2 separate regions of the Zea mays genome follow, and region 1 is linked to region 2. Evidence: chromatin contacts called from public Hi-C data. All regions are on one chromosome and are shown on one strand. Each heading gives the region's core, a stretch centred on a gene start, on an enhancer-like site or on the middle of the called end of the contact. The rest is flanking DNA. Distances are from core to core; before and after follow the strand shown.

Region 1 (7,652 bases), core at 891-3,390, 120 kb after region 2:
TTATAAATTTTAAAACATAGTCAGATTGCAGAACTTCCTACCACTCGTCCACTACGGATGAATATTACGAATTCGAACACCCACAAATGTAACTTCCACAAAAAGCAAGCATCGAACAGATGCAAACCATACTACGGAGCCACTCCCAGTAGCAGTAAACAGAGAATCTAGGCCCTTTCACCACGGATCCTCCTAGCCAGCTGAATGTCCTTGGGCATGATGGTCACGCGCTTGGCATGGATGGCGCACAGATTAGTGTCCTCGAATAGACCCACCAGGTACGCCTCCGCAGCCTCCTGCAGCGCAAGCACCGCATGGCTCTGGAAACGAAGATCAGTCTGCACAAATACAACGGGTTGAGAAGTGCACTTCTACGTTTACTTCAGAATTCCTAGATTACATGACGGTATGAAAATGAAATCTCACCTTGAAATCCTGGGCAATCTCCCTGACAAGCCTTTGGAACGGAAGCTTCCTTATGAGCAGGTCAGTGCTCTTCTGATACTTGCGGATTTCACTGCAAAGTCAGGGAGAACAATTGTCATATTATTTGAAGTGTAATAAACAGTAAACAATCAAAAGAATCATGTATCGCCCACCGAAGAGCAACAGTTCCAGGGCGGTAACGATGAGGCTTCTTTACTCCCCCAGTTGTGGGTGCAGACTTACGGGCAGCCTGTCAAATTAACAAAACTAAGTTAATGATTGTTTCACAAATATATCTAAGATGACCTACTGTCCAATTCGAAGTTTAATGACCAGTTCATAGTTTATACACATAAAGGTGAAGTATGTACAGCATAACAACAAACAATAATAAAAATGGTACAAGAACAGATTACTAGAACCAAACCTTGGTGGCAAGTTGCTTCCTAGGAGCCTTCCCTCCAGTGGACTTGCGAGCAGTTTGCTTAGTACGAGCCATGGGTCACTAAACTATGGTTTACCTGAAAACTGCAAAAAAATTATAAGTAAAAGGTTAGCCAAAATCTTTAGAATACTCCTGACAAATTAATTACATAAATAATTCATCACGCATAGGTTTAAAACTGTGTCAGATTAGTTTTACGGCACAATGGAGCTAAAGACTAATTTTCTTGGAAAGTATAAATTATAAACCTCAGACTGATCCTAATCCAAAAGAACACATGAGATGATCTAATAAGAACACTATCATTACAACTGCGAATAAGGAACAAACAATCTGAATAGACAGCTATTGTAGCCTGATCACTATCCCATCTTCTCACAAGAATAATGACACAATGATACAAAATATCATGATCATGTCTTTCAACAAATTGATTCGTCCATAAAATGATAATGTGAACCACCCCAGACGTGAAAATATCAACATATATTTGTGTCACATCAACAGGCGACAGACAGGTTTGGGCACTTTTTTTCTTAAGGAACAGAACAATTAACATCAACGTTGCTGCTTTCATATAACAACACACAACCACATATAAAATTGCACCATGTACACTAGTTTAAGTGCACCGAACATCAGTTGAATTATTGTTGATCAATGGTAAATGACAACATTGACGAGGCCCGCCACAACATCGTCACAATCGGATGCTTAACTATGAAAGAACAAGGTTTGTCGAATCCAATGACCAGGCATTGAATCCAGTGATCAGGCACGACATAACAGTATCAGTAAAACCACATCTATAACCATCAGTTCTAACGGTGTGGGTTAGCCGCATCGTGATAGATGATTTATGCCTAAAACGAAGCCATGTATGCTTGCGAAATCATGTGATTGGCAACATCGTATCACGATAGTAATTGCCAAACAAAAAAAAGCCAACGACCCCGCAGCACGTAGGCACAGGCAACCACATGTGCACGAGATTAAGCATGAGCGAACCGAAAATTCCAGCGACCAACCATACCCTAATCCCTAATCATGGAACCCTAATCGCGACAGATATTCGAATCGGCGACGAGCGCCGCTTCCGTAAACTAACAAAACCGCGAACGAGTCAGTAACTGCAGGAACCGAAAATTCGAATACTGTGTCGGAAAGCATGGTTACCTCGAGCGCCTCCCAAATCCCAAATCAACAGAGAGCGGTTTGCGACCCGCGAGGCCTTTTCCCCCCAAACCTGAGATTAGAACTGGCTATTGATGGCGGCGGTTGGGTAGGGGTAGGGAACTATATATGGGGCAGTTTAGCTTGTGGTTCAAACGAACCGTGCGGATCGGGCGTCGTTGTGCTTGGCTACCCACGATCGGACGGTTGATGATAGTCGCTAAGCTGTGACGCGGATCGGGGAGGGTAAGCTCACGCTCTATTGGTTGGGAGTTGGGACCTGGAGGACGGGGATCTTGATTAGTGGAACGGGAGCGATTTTTGTACGTCGGTACACAATTTGTTCCGAAGTCTGCATGTGGGCCACAATTTTTTTTTAGTGTGATTGAAAAACCGTTAGTTACGCGTGTCCTTGGAGGACCAGAGAGCAATGAGACAGGGTCACAGGGAAGGTACTGGGTCGGCATGCTAAACCTATGCACAATTGCGGTTGCAATTACGGTTCGTTCTTCGTCGAACCCAACAAGCGAATAAAAGCCCAAAATGGCACGGTCTCTTGCTGAACAGCCAATGTCCTGATTGGTATGGTTCCAACTAGAGATGTCAATAGGGATCTGATACCCGCCAACTCTTGGGGAATTCCCCTATTAGGGTATAGGTATGTAACAAAATTCATCCCTCCCTTACTCCGTGCTTCTTTATGAACATCAAAGTGTAAGAGCGAGAGACTCTAAGTTGTGGAGATTCCTCGCTAGCGGGATATAGTAAAGCAAAGCAAAACATCGTGGTATTCAAGTGGGTCTTTGGACCGCTTGAGAGGGGTTGATTGCAACCCTCGTCTGTTGGGACGCCACAACGTGGAGTAGGCAAGTTTTGTACTTGGCCGAACCACGGATAAACCACTGTGTCTATCTGTGTTGATCCTCTTGTGGTTGTTGTGTTTTGCAAGAACTCCTCTCTAGCCACTTGGCCTTATTGTGCTAACGCTTAATCAAGTTTTTGTGGCTTTAAGTTTAAGTTTTTACAGGATCACCTATTCACCCCCCTCTAGGTGCTCTCAATTGGTATCAGAGTCGTTCTCTTCACAAAGGGACTAATCGCCCGAAGAGATGGATCCTAAGGGCAAGGGGATTGTGATCAATGATAAGGAGAAGGAGTCCTTCGTCAACGAGCCGAAAGATGACAAGCCTACCGACTCGGGCTCGGGCTACAAACGAAAAGATGGGAAGAAGAAGAAGACAAGGCGTATCAAGGAGATAGTCTACTACGACGACAGCGTCGAGTCCTCTTCTTCCCAAAAGGACGACGACAACGACTACGAGAAAAAGAAGACGGTTAACTCAAACTTGTCTTTCGATTATTCTCGTATTATGCATAGTTCAAATACACATTTGGTTTCCATTCCTCTTGGCAAACCTCCACACTTTGATGGGGAGGACTACGGATTTTGGAGTCACAAAATGCGTAGTCACTTGTTCTCTCTCCATCCAAGCATATGGGAGATTATAGAGAGTGGAATGAAATTTGATAGCTCGGATAGTCTCATGTTTATAAATGAACAAATCCATAAAAATGCACAAGCTACTACTGTCCTTTTAGCATCTTTGTGCAGGGAAGAGTACAATAAGGTGAGCGGCTTGGACAATGCCAAGCAGATCTGGGACACCCTCAGGATCTCGCATGAGGGGAACGACGTCACCATGCTCACCAAGATGAAGTTGGTGGAGGGCGAGCTTGGAAGATTTGCAATGATAAGGGGAGAGGAGCCAACTCAAACATACAACCGGATCAAGACCCTCATCAACAAAATAAGGAGCTACGGAAGCACGCAATGGACGGACCACGACGTCGTTCGCATAATGCTAAGGTCTTTTACTGTCCTTGATCCACATCTTGTGAACAATATTCGTGAAAATCCTAGGTACACCAAGATGTCACCCGAAGAAGTACTTGGGAAGTTTGTAAGTGGGAGAATGATGATCAAGGAGGCGAGATACGTGGACGACGCGTTGAATGGTCCAATCCATGAGCCTCAACCCGTTGCTCTCAAGGCAACGAGTAGCAAGGAGGCGCTACCTAGTAAGGTGGCGCAAGTTGAGGCGGCGGGACTAAATGAGGAAGAGATGGCCCTCATCATCAAGCGCTTCAAGACAGCGCTAAAGGGTCGCAAGGGGCAGCCTAACAAGAACAAGACGAAGGGGGAAGCGCTCATGCTTCAAATGTGGTAAGGTTGGTCATTTTATCGCTAACTGTCCCGATAATGATAGTGACCAGGAACAAGAGAACAAGAGGGAAAGGAAGAAGTCTTACAAGAAGGCTAAGGGCGAGGCACACCTTGGCAAGGAGTGGGACTCGGATTGCTCGTCGTCCGACTCCGACAACGAAGGACTCGCCGCCACCGCCTTCAACAAGTCATCCCTCTTCCCCAACGAGCGTCACACATGCCTCATGGCGAAGGAGAAGAAGGTATATACTCGGAATACTACCTATGCTTCTTCAAGTGAGGATGAGTCTAGTGATGATGATGAAATAGATTACTCTAGTTTGTTCAAGGGACTGGATAGAACTAAAATTGATAAAATTAATGAATTAATTGATGCCTTGAATGATAAGAATAGGTTATTAGAAAAGCAAGAGGATCTTTTGTATGAAGAACATGATAAGTTTGTAGAGGCACAAAAATCCCTTGCTTTGGAAATTAAAAGGAATGAAATGCTTTCTGGTGAATTGTCTACATGCCATGACTCTATTTCTAGCTTAAACTAGAAGTAGCAAATAGATCTAACTCTTGTGTAGAACATGTTGTGATTTGCACTAGGTGTAAAGATTTTAATGTTGATGCTTGTAGTGAACACCTAGTGTCTATTGCAAAGTTAAATGATGAAGTGGCTAGTCTTAATGCCCAACTTAAGACTAGCAAAAATGAATTTGATAAACTAAAATTTGCGAGGGATGCCTACACGATTGCTAGACACCCCTCAATTAAGGATGGGCTTGGTTTCAAGAGGGAAGCCAAGAACTTAACTAGTCATAAAGCTTCCATCCCCGCCAAGGAGAAAGGGAAGGCCTCTATGACTAATAGTGTTCAAAAGAACCATGCTTTCATTTATGGTGATAGAAAATTTTCTAGAAATATGTATAGGACCTGTGCTTATGATTCATATGCTATGACTGCTTCTAGTTCCCATGTTGTGCATGGTAGAGATATGCCTAGGAAAAATATTCATCATGTGCCTAGAAAGAATATTGTTCATGTTCCTAGGAAAGTAATTAATGAACCTTCTACAATTTTTCATACTTGCAATGCGTCCTTTGCTATTTGTAGAAAGGATAAGAAGGTAATTGCTAGGAAATTAGGGGCAAGATGCAAGGGAGATAAAACTTGCATTTGGGTCCCTAAAACCATTGTGACTAACCTTGTAGGACCCAACAAGAGTTGGGTACCTAAAACCCAAGCCTAAATTTGCCTTGCAGGTTTATGCATCCGGGGGTTCAAGCTGGATTATCGACAGCGGATGCACAAACCACATGACGGGGGAGAAGAAGATGTTCACCTCCTTTGTCAAGAACAAGGATTCCCAAGATTCAATCATATTCGGTGATGGGAACCAAGGCAAGGTGAAAGGGTTAGGGAAGATTGCTATTTCATCCTAGCACTATATTTCTAATGTGTTTTTAGTTGAGTCACTTGGATATAATTTGTTATCCGTTAGTCAATTATGCAATATGGGATATAATTTTTTATTCACAAATGTAGATGTGTCTGTCTTTAGAAGAAGTGATGGTTCATTGGCTTTTAAGGGTGTACTAGACGACAAACTTTATTTAGTTGATTTTGCAAAAGAGGAGGCCGGTCTAGATGCATGCTTAATTGCTAAGACTAGCATGGGCTGGCTGTGGCATCGCCGCTTAGCACATGTGAGGATGAAGAACCTTCACAAGCTTCTAAAGGGAGAACACATGATAGGTCTAACTAATGCGACTTTCGAAAAAGATAGACCTTGTGCATCTTGTCAAGCAGGTAAACAGGTGGGAAGCTCTCATCATACCAAAAATGTGATGACCACATCAAGACCTTTGGAGATGCTTCATATGGACCTCTTCGGACCCGTCGCCTACCTAAGCATCGGGGGAAGTAAGTATGGTCTTGTTATAGTTGATGATTTTTCCCGCTTCACTTGGGTATTCTTTTTGCAGGATAAATCTGAAACCCAAGGGACCCTCAAGCGCTTCCTAAGGAGAGCTCAAAATGAGTTTGAGCTCAAGGTGAAGAAGATAAGGAGCAACAACGGGTCCAAGTTCAAGAACCTTCAAGTGGAGGAGTACCTTGAGGAGGAAGGGATCAAGCACGAGTTCTCCGCTCCCTACACACCACAGCAAAATGGTGTGGTAGAGAGGAAGAACAGGACACTCATCGATATGGCAAGGACGATGCTTGGAGAGTTCAAGACTCCCGAGTGCTTTTGGTCGGAAGCCGTGAACACGGCTTGTCACGCCATCAACCGGGTGTATCTTCATCGCCTCCTCAAGAAGACTTCGTATGAGCTTCTAACCGGTAACAAACCCAATGTATCTTACTTTCGTGTATTTGAGAGCAAATGTTACATTCTAGTGAAGAAAGGGTTATTGTTAGGTTATGACTCAAATACAAAGGCGTATAGGGTCTTCAACAAATCATCGGGTTTGGTTGAAGTCTCTAGCGACGTTGTATTTGATGAGACTAATGGCTCTCCAAGAGAGCAAGTTGTTGATCTTGATGATGTAGATGAAGAAGACGTTCCAACGGCCGCAATACGCACCATGGCGATTGGCGATGTGCGACCACAGGAACAATTGGAGCAAGATCAACCATCTTCCTCAACAATGGTGCATCCCCCAACTCAAGACGATGAACAGATTCATCAAGAGGAGGCGTGTGATCAAGGGGGAGCACAAGATGATCATGTGATGGAGGAAGAAGCACAACCGGCACCTCCAACCCAAGTTCGAGCGACGATTCAAAGGAATCATCCCGTCGACCAAATTTTGGGTGACATTAGCAAGGGAGTAACTACTCGCTCTAGATTAGCTAACTTCTGTGAGCATTACTCTTTTGTCTCTTCTATTGAGCCTTTCAGGGTAGAAGAGGCCTTGCTAGATACGGACTGGGTGTTGGCCATGCAGGAGGAGCTCAACAACTTCAAGAGAAATGAAGTTTGGACACTGGTGCCTCGTCCTAAGCAAAATGTTGTGGGAACCAAGTGGGTGTTCCGCAACAAACAAGAAGAGCACGGCATGGTGACGAGGAACAAGGCTCAACTTGTGGCAAAAGGTTATGCCCAAGTCGCAAGTTTGGACTTTGAGGAGACTTTTGCTCCTGTGGCTAGGTTAGAGTCCATTTGTATCTTGCTAGCATATGCCGCTCACCATTCTTTCAGGTTGTTCCAAATGGATGTGAAGAGCGCTTTCCTCAACGGGCCAATCAAGGAGGAGGTGTACGTGGAGCAACCCCCTGGCTTCGAGGATGAACGGTACCCCGACCACGTGTGTAAGCTCTCTAAGGCGCTCTATGGACTTAAGCAAGCCCCAAGAGCCTGGTATGAATGCCTTAGAGACTTTTTAATTGCTA
Region 2 (7,438 bases), core at 3,592-6,091:
TAGGAGATGGTAAAACTCCAAGGCCGACTTTTGTAAACAAGACCCTGGAGACCGATTCTAGAAATGAGATGATCGGTCTATTAAAGGAATATTCAGATTGCTTTGCTTGGAATTATACTGAGATGCCTGGATTAAGCTGAGAGATCGTAGAGCATCGGCTGCCTATTAAATCTGGTTTCAGACCTTTCAAGCAAAGAGCTAGAACATTTCGTCCGGATCTTCTCCCACGCATCAAGGACGAAATCCACCGGCTGCTAGAAGCTGATTTTATCAGACCTTGCAGATACGCAGAGTGGGTCTCCAATATTGTGTCGGTGGAGAAGAAGGAGACAGGTAAACTTAGAGTATGCATTGATTTTCGCAATTTAAATAGAGCAACTCCTAAAGACGAATATCCCATGCCCATAGCCGACACATTAATCAATAATGCATCAGGAAATAGAATTATTAGCTTCCTTAATGGTAATGCCGGATATAATCAGATTTTCATGGCCGAAGAAGATGCGTCTAAAACGACCTTTATATGTCCAGGCTTCATTGGTTTATTTGAGTGGGTTGTCATGACATTTGGTCTAAAAAATGCTGGTGCTACTTATCAGAGGGCTATGAATTTGATCTTCCATGAATTGTTAGGAAACACTGTGGAAGTTTACATTGATGATATTGTAGTCAAATCGGCTGAGTTTAGTTCTCATATAGCTGATTTGCGCAAGGCCTTTGATAAAATGCGTCAGTATGGTTTGAAAATGAACCCACACAAATGTGCTTTTGGAGTGTCGGCTGGTAAGTTTTTAGGATTTGTCATACATGAACATGGTATAGAGATAGACCCTGACCGAATCAAGTCTATTCGGAATGTGGGGCCTCCGACCTGTAAAGTCGAGGTACAGAGGTTCCTCGGCAAGGTGAATTATTTACGAAGATTTATTTCTAACCTAGCCGGGAAGATTGATGCGTTTACCCCTATTCTTCGGCTTAAGAATGATGCCGAATTCACTTGGGGGGCAGAACAGCAAGAGGCATTTGATCTCATCAAAAAATACTTATCTTCGTCTCCCGTATTAAAAGCACCACAAGCAGGAGTGCCATTTCGATTATACATTGCAGCTGAGGATAAGGTCATTGGGGCTGTTCTGACACAAGAAACTGAGGGGAAGGAGCATGTTGTGGCATATCTAAGCCGAAGGTTGGTGGATGCTGAAACAAGGTACACTTTTATTGAAAAGTTATGCTTATGCTTGTTTTACGCATGCACCAAATGTAGATGTTATTTACTGTCTAGTCATTGCACTGTTTCTGGTCAAGCCGATGTGATCAAATACATGTTGCATAACCCAATTATGAGTGGTAGAATTGGTAAGTGGGCTTATGCACTAATAGAATATGACTTGGCCTATGAACCATTGAAATCTATGAAAGGCCAAGTCGTAGCGGATTTCATTGTAGAACATCGGGTTAATGATATTCATGAGCTAGACATGTCATACCTCACTATTACTCCTTGGACTTTATATTTTGATGGATCGGTTTGCAATGAAGGGCAAGGAATTGGCATTGTACTTGTTTCACCAAGTAATGTCTCCTTTGACTTCTCTAGCCGATTGAAAACTTATTGCACTAATAATCAAGCTGAATATGAGGCCCTCCTATTCGGTTTAGAACTTTTAAATGGTATGGGAGTAAAACATGTGATGATATTTGGTGATTCTCAGCTGGTTGTCCAACAAGTGTTAGAAGAGTATCAATGTTTTGATAGTACTCTAAATAGTTACCTTGAGAAATGTTGGAGCATAATCCATTCTTTTGACGAATTCAGTATTCGGCATATCTCTAGAGTTGAGAATCATAGAGCTAATGATTTGGCACAAGATGCATCTGGTTATCGGATAAAGAGAGGGAAGTTTCACAAAACTGAAAATCTGATAACCAGTACAAAGCCAAATTCCCAGGTCGCGGACCGTCCGCGTGATGACGCCGGACCGTCCGGGGTTACCAGAAATGTTCTTTTCCTTAATTCGGCTGACAATGAAGCCGATGCAAGTGATTGGAGGACACCTATACTTAATTATTTACGAAATCCCAATATCAGGACAGATAAAAACATTCGGCGAACAGCTTTCAAGTATGTTTTGATGAGTGATGAACTTTACCGCCGAACAGTCAATGACATCCTGCTTAAGTGCTTGGGCTCAGATGATGCTATATTAGCCATGACCGAAGTACATGAAGGAATTTGTGGTACCCATCAATCAGCTCCAAAGATGAAGTGGTTGTTGCGAAGGTCTGGTTTTTATTGGCCTAGTATGACAGCTGATTGTTTCAAATACTACAAGGGGTGCCAAGTGTGTCAAAAATTCGGCGACCTACAGTTGGTCCCTGCAGCCGAATTACATCCTATCATCAAGCCTTGGCCATTCAGAGGATGGGGATTAGACTTTATTGGGGAAATTCATCCTTCATCATCAAAGGGGCATCAGTTTGTGTTAGTTGCCACTGACTATTTCACCAAATGGACTGAAGTCGTTGCTCTAAAGAACATGACGCACAAGGAGGTAATTGAGTTCATAACTGAGCATATTATTCATAGATTCGGCATTCCCCAGACCTTGACTACAGATCAAGGTACTTCTTTTATGTCAAAGGAGGTACGTGAATTTGCTGAATTATACAGAATTAAGCTGCTTAATTCGTCGCCATATTATGCTCAGGCCAATGGACAGGCCGAGTCTAGTAATAGGACGTTGATTAATTTGATAAAGAAGAAGGTATCTGATAATCCTAAACATTGGCATCAGATTTTGTCTGAAGCTTTATGGGCTCATAGAATATCTAAACATAGTGCTACTAAAGTATCTCCTTTTGAGCTTGTCTATGGGCAGGAAGCAGTGTTACCTGTGGAAATAAGTTTGAATGCTGTCAGGTTTGCCAGACAAAATGATCTAACTGCTACTGATTATTATAATTCAATGATGGATAATATTGATGAGGTGACCGACAAGAGGATGATAGCTTTGGGAGCAATAGAAAAGGACAAGATCATGGTAGCCAGGGCCTACAACAAGAAGGTCAAAGCAAAATCATTCCAAGTAGGAGACTTGGTGTGGAAGACCATTCTACCTCTAAGGAATAAAGACCGAAAGTTCGGGAAATGGTCGCCAAGCTGGGAGGGTCCTTATAAAGTGAAACAGGTGATGTCTGGTAACCCTTATTTACTACAAACATTACAAGGCAAGGATTTACCTAAGGCTTTGAATGGGCGTTTTCCTCAAACAGTACCATCCTAGTATGTGGCAAGATGCTTAAGAAAACCGATGTGATCACATCGAGTTAGTTGCTTTTGGTTCGCCCAGCTCCACCAAAAGGCAGGGGGCATATGTTCGAACCAGAAATGAGCCGGCGGACTGTCCGGCCCTGAGGCCGGACGGTCCGCGGTCCGGACGGTCCGCGCCTGTGGGCCGGACTGTCCGCGCGTGCGCAGAACAGATTAGGGTTCCGAGTTTTGTGCTACGGTTGTTAGCTATATTCGCGGGATTAGCTCGGAATTAGTTGTGTAAAGGGTCCAACCCCCCTCCTCTATAAATAGAGAGGTCTACGGCCGATTTGTAATCATCAACAATCGAATCAATACAACTTTTATTCGCATTTTATCCTAGGAGTAGTTCTAGTCTAGTTTAGGTTTAGCCTCCCAATCCCCAAATTCTTCGTCTCTCTTCGGCTCTATGTCGATTAGAGGAGTCTAGGTCGGCCGGCCCGAGCCTAGACACCACCTAGGATCTCTCCTCCCCGCCGGGGTCCCTCCCGCGAGCGAGATCCAGGCGCCGCCGGCGACTTCCGCCGCCTCTGCGTACGCGCGGACCGTCCGGCCCCCAGGGCGCGAACCGTCCGGCCGTCAGGCAGAGAAGCCCTAGCCGCGCATCAGGCCGCGGACCGTCCGGCCCCAGGCCGCGGACAGTCCGCCCCTGCGCAGAGAGTATCACCGCGCCTCGCACCAGGCCGCGGACCGTCCGGCCCCGCGCGCGGACCGTCCGCCCCTGTGCAGAGAGCACCGCCGCCGGTTCTTCTTGAGTATTTGGCGCTCCGAAAAGGCATCAACACTTAGGAATGGCTCTGAAATTTTTCTAGTTGATTAAAATTTATATAAATTAAAGAAGTAATCTGGCTCAGAATGGTTTCATGTCACCGTTCCTAGACAACCGAACGACTCTTAAACACGCTGTAGTCGGAACGATTTTTGTCCCGTTCTTTTACGAAAAAAACGCCTGAAGGCCGCTCAATTCAGCCAGGTTAGTCAGGCTTGGCCATTGTGACTCTGTTTCGAAAACAACATGCTGACGGCCCGTGTCAAGGGCTAGGTGTGGTGTGACTCATTCGCGGTCGAATCAACAAACTGGTCAAGCTCAGAGCGCAGACATAGTCATCAGGGTTTATAATGCTAAATTATTATTAAGTCGCGCAACGAGCTTGGTGGTTTTTTTGATTGGTCGGAACTCAAGGGTTTACAAGTTAAATCGCGCTGTGAGTTTCCTGTTTTTTTTTAAAAAAAATTGAGTTTGGTGTTTTTTGGATTAGCCAGGAGAGGAACCCGTCCATTAGGGAAGGACGAGAATGGTGGGTTAGGCACGAGTACACTTTCGAGTTTCGAATGGAAGACCGGCCGGCCGATCAGTCAAGGCTGCCACGCACGGGTAAAATGAGTTGGTCGTGTCCCGTGCCAAAAGCAAAAGGACACCACCACTTTGGAGACTTTTCAAACGAAAAAAGAAAATGCAACCCTTGTATGGATGCAGCCTTCTCGAGCTGCTGCTGCGCGGTTTGCCGGTCTACCTCCTATCAGTAATGGGCTGGACTTTAAAACTGGCCTGGCCTACGCAACTATGCTGGATTCGTCGCCAGCGTACGTGTAGAACAGGACAAAATAATTATAGCTTGTGAAACTCACTTAACTTGTGGTTAACTCGGTTCGACTCGACGTGTTTCAAGTTTATCGTGGGCTGAGCTAGCATCCTAGCTCGATTTACTAACGAGTCAGCTCGTTAGCTCGAACGGGCTACCATTTGTCAGCAAAACAAAGTCTACGGTTGTGTTGGATGAACTAATAAATGATGAAGTGTGTTAATTTGGTGTTGAATTGATGTGGTATGTGAAATTGTGAGTATAATTTTTTTAGTGTTAAATTAGTCTAGAACTAACTACTAATTGATTATATTGTATATTTGTATATTGTTTTTTTTGTTCTGGCTCCGGAGCTAAACGAGCCAGCTCAAGCTCGCAAGACGTGTCGAGCCAATCTAATTCTTTAGCTCGGTTCTTTAAAGAGCCGAGCCGAACTAGCTCGATATCCAGCCCTACATACGTGGAGAGAAAATTAAATAAAAGAAAAAAATCTAGGACGACATATTATGGGAACTTCTATAGCTCGTGCTAACGCTACAATCTTAAAGAAGAAAGGGGAGAGGACGTTGACAGCGGTATGTGAAAGTCGCCTAGAGGGGGTGAATAGGCGGAATCTAAAATTTTACAAACTTTAAGCACAACTACAAGCCGGGGTTAGCTTTAGAATAAAATCCGAGTCCAAGAAAGAGGGTGAAAAACAAATCAAAGGCAAATGAAGCGGATGACACGGTGATTTGTTTTACTGAGGTTCGGTTCTTGCAAACCTACTCCCCGTTGAGGTGGTCACAAAGATCGGCTCTCTTTCAACCCTTTCCCTCTCTCAAACGGTCACCTAGGCCGAGTGAGCTTTCTCCTTAATCAAATAGGTCACTTAGACCCCTACAAGGACCACCACAACTTGGTGTCTCTTGCTTTGATTACAAGTGTCCTAAGAACAAGAATGGGGAAGAAGAAAGCGATTTAAGAACATGAACTCAAATGAACACAAATGTCTCTCTCTCACAAGCCACTAAGTCTTTGGAATGAGTTTGGGACTTGGAGAGGATTTGATCTTTTGTTTTGTGTCTTAGAGTGAAGTCTAGAGCTTTTGTATTGAATGCAATGTCTGAAAATCTTGGATACTTGGAGTGGTGGTGGTTGTGGGGTATTTATAGCCCCCCAACCACCAATTCAATCGTTGGGGAAGGCTGCTGTCGATGGGCGCACCGGACAGTCCGGTGCGCCACCGGACACTGTCCGGTGCACCAGCCACGTCACACAACCGTTAAGGTTCTAACGGTTTCGACCGTTGGAGTTCTGACTTCTTGGTGCACCGGACAGTCCGGTGCCGCACTGGACTGCCACTGTTCACTGTCCGTTGCGCCTCTGGCGCCTGCTCTGACTTTTGCGTGCACTGTTCACGCTTTTGCAGACGACCATTGCGCAGATAGCCATTGCTCCGCTTGGTGCACCGGACAGTCCGGTGGCACATCGGACAGTCCGGTGGCACATCGGACAGTCCGGTGAATTTTAGCGGAGCGGCCTCTGAGAAACCCAAAGTCGAGGAGTTTGGAGTATATGACCCCTGGTGCATCGGACACTGTCCGTTTGGTTTCTTTTGCTCCTTTCTTTTGAACCATAACTTTGATCTTTTATTGGTTTGTGTAGAACTTTTATGCACCTGTAGAATACATAATCTAGAGCAAACTAGTTAATCCAATTATCTGTGTTGGGCATTCAACCACCAAAATCATTTAGGAAAAAGGTTTGACCCTATTTCCCTTTCAGTATGAGTAAGAGGAGGGGCGGCAGGGGTCAGACTGTCCGCAGCGGTGTCCCCTAAATTTTCCCCCTAAATGTTACTATGCAGCCACGTCAGCAAGATTCCCTCCCCTATATTCACTTATCCTGCAACCGTTCCCCCTAAAAATTCCCCTATATATCCCTCTACTCATTAAATATACATTTCCACCTAACTAACATAACCAACTTCATTTTCTATTTTATTTTTTCCTTTTCACACGTCCGGCATGTTGCCATGTTATAAATTTATAAAAAAATAAATTTATTTTTTGTTTACAAATTATGCATAATATACAAAACAAACATTTGAGTTAAAATTTAATTCGAAATTGCATACAAAACTTCACAATTGTGCGTCATCAAAATTATTCAGAAACATTGCGACGTCAAAAATTGAACCAAGCTTACGTTGGAAGCAGACACCGACCATTCGTACGTAGGAAGCCACGGTTGGCTTCCAACCAAAGCCACGAGCTTCCCCCTGAAGCCACATTGCTCTCGCCTATATATATGCATACTTTCTCTTCACATATGTGGCCACATCGAACACAACTCCAGCTAGTTAGCCATTCTTCGGTATGTCTCACTGGCATAGGGAAGATGCTTCCGATTCGAGTGATAGTGAGGACGACACACTTTTGCTTGTCAATCTTCTTACCCTCAACATTGAGGCTAGACGCCATCTCCGACAACGTTCCGGTATACCTCGCCACATCATTCATAGGGATCATTTTGCTGGAGAAAACCTCATCCAGCATCACTA

The links. Hi-C and Micro-C count contacts between places; a contact is called where the count stands out from the background.
Region 1: a Hi-C map of tassel shows a contact between it and region 2, with 2.0 times the contacts expected there. The contact joins the promoter of LOC100381287 here to the enhancer-like site in region 2. A contact is called at or near these places in 3 of 25 Hi-C or Micro-C datasets (leaf, tassel and an unstated tissue).

What each region holds. Positions count from the first base shown.
Region 1 is chr2:45,969,688-45,977,339 of Zm-B73-REFERENCE-NAM-5.0, forward strand. LOC100381287 (histone H3.3) reads right to left here and starts at 2,141. Exons shown (of 5, transcript NM_001294303.2): 1 at 2,048-2,141; 2 at 854-954; 3 at 600-676; 4 at 427-517; 5 at 1-338. The coding sequence starts at 925. The coding sequence ends at 168.
Region 2 is chr2:45,847,125-45,854,562 of Zm-B73-REFERENCE-NAM-5.0, forward strand. No RefSeq gene overlaps it. Among protein-coding and RNA genes, the nearest start is that of LOC100384264, 12 kb to the left of the region's middle. Within about 2 kb of position 4,842, at least 14 of the 20 cell types and tissues checked have an H3K27ac peak or open chromatin away from gene starts, as enhancers often do. A contact at or near this core is called in leaf and tassel, where this site is marked.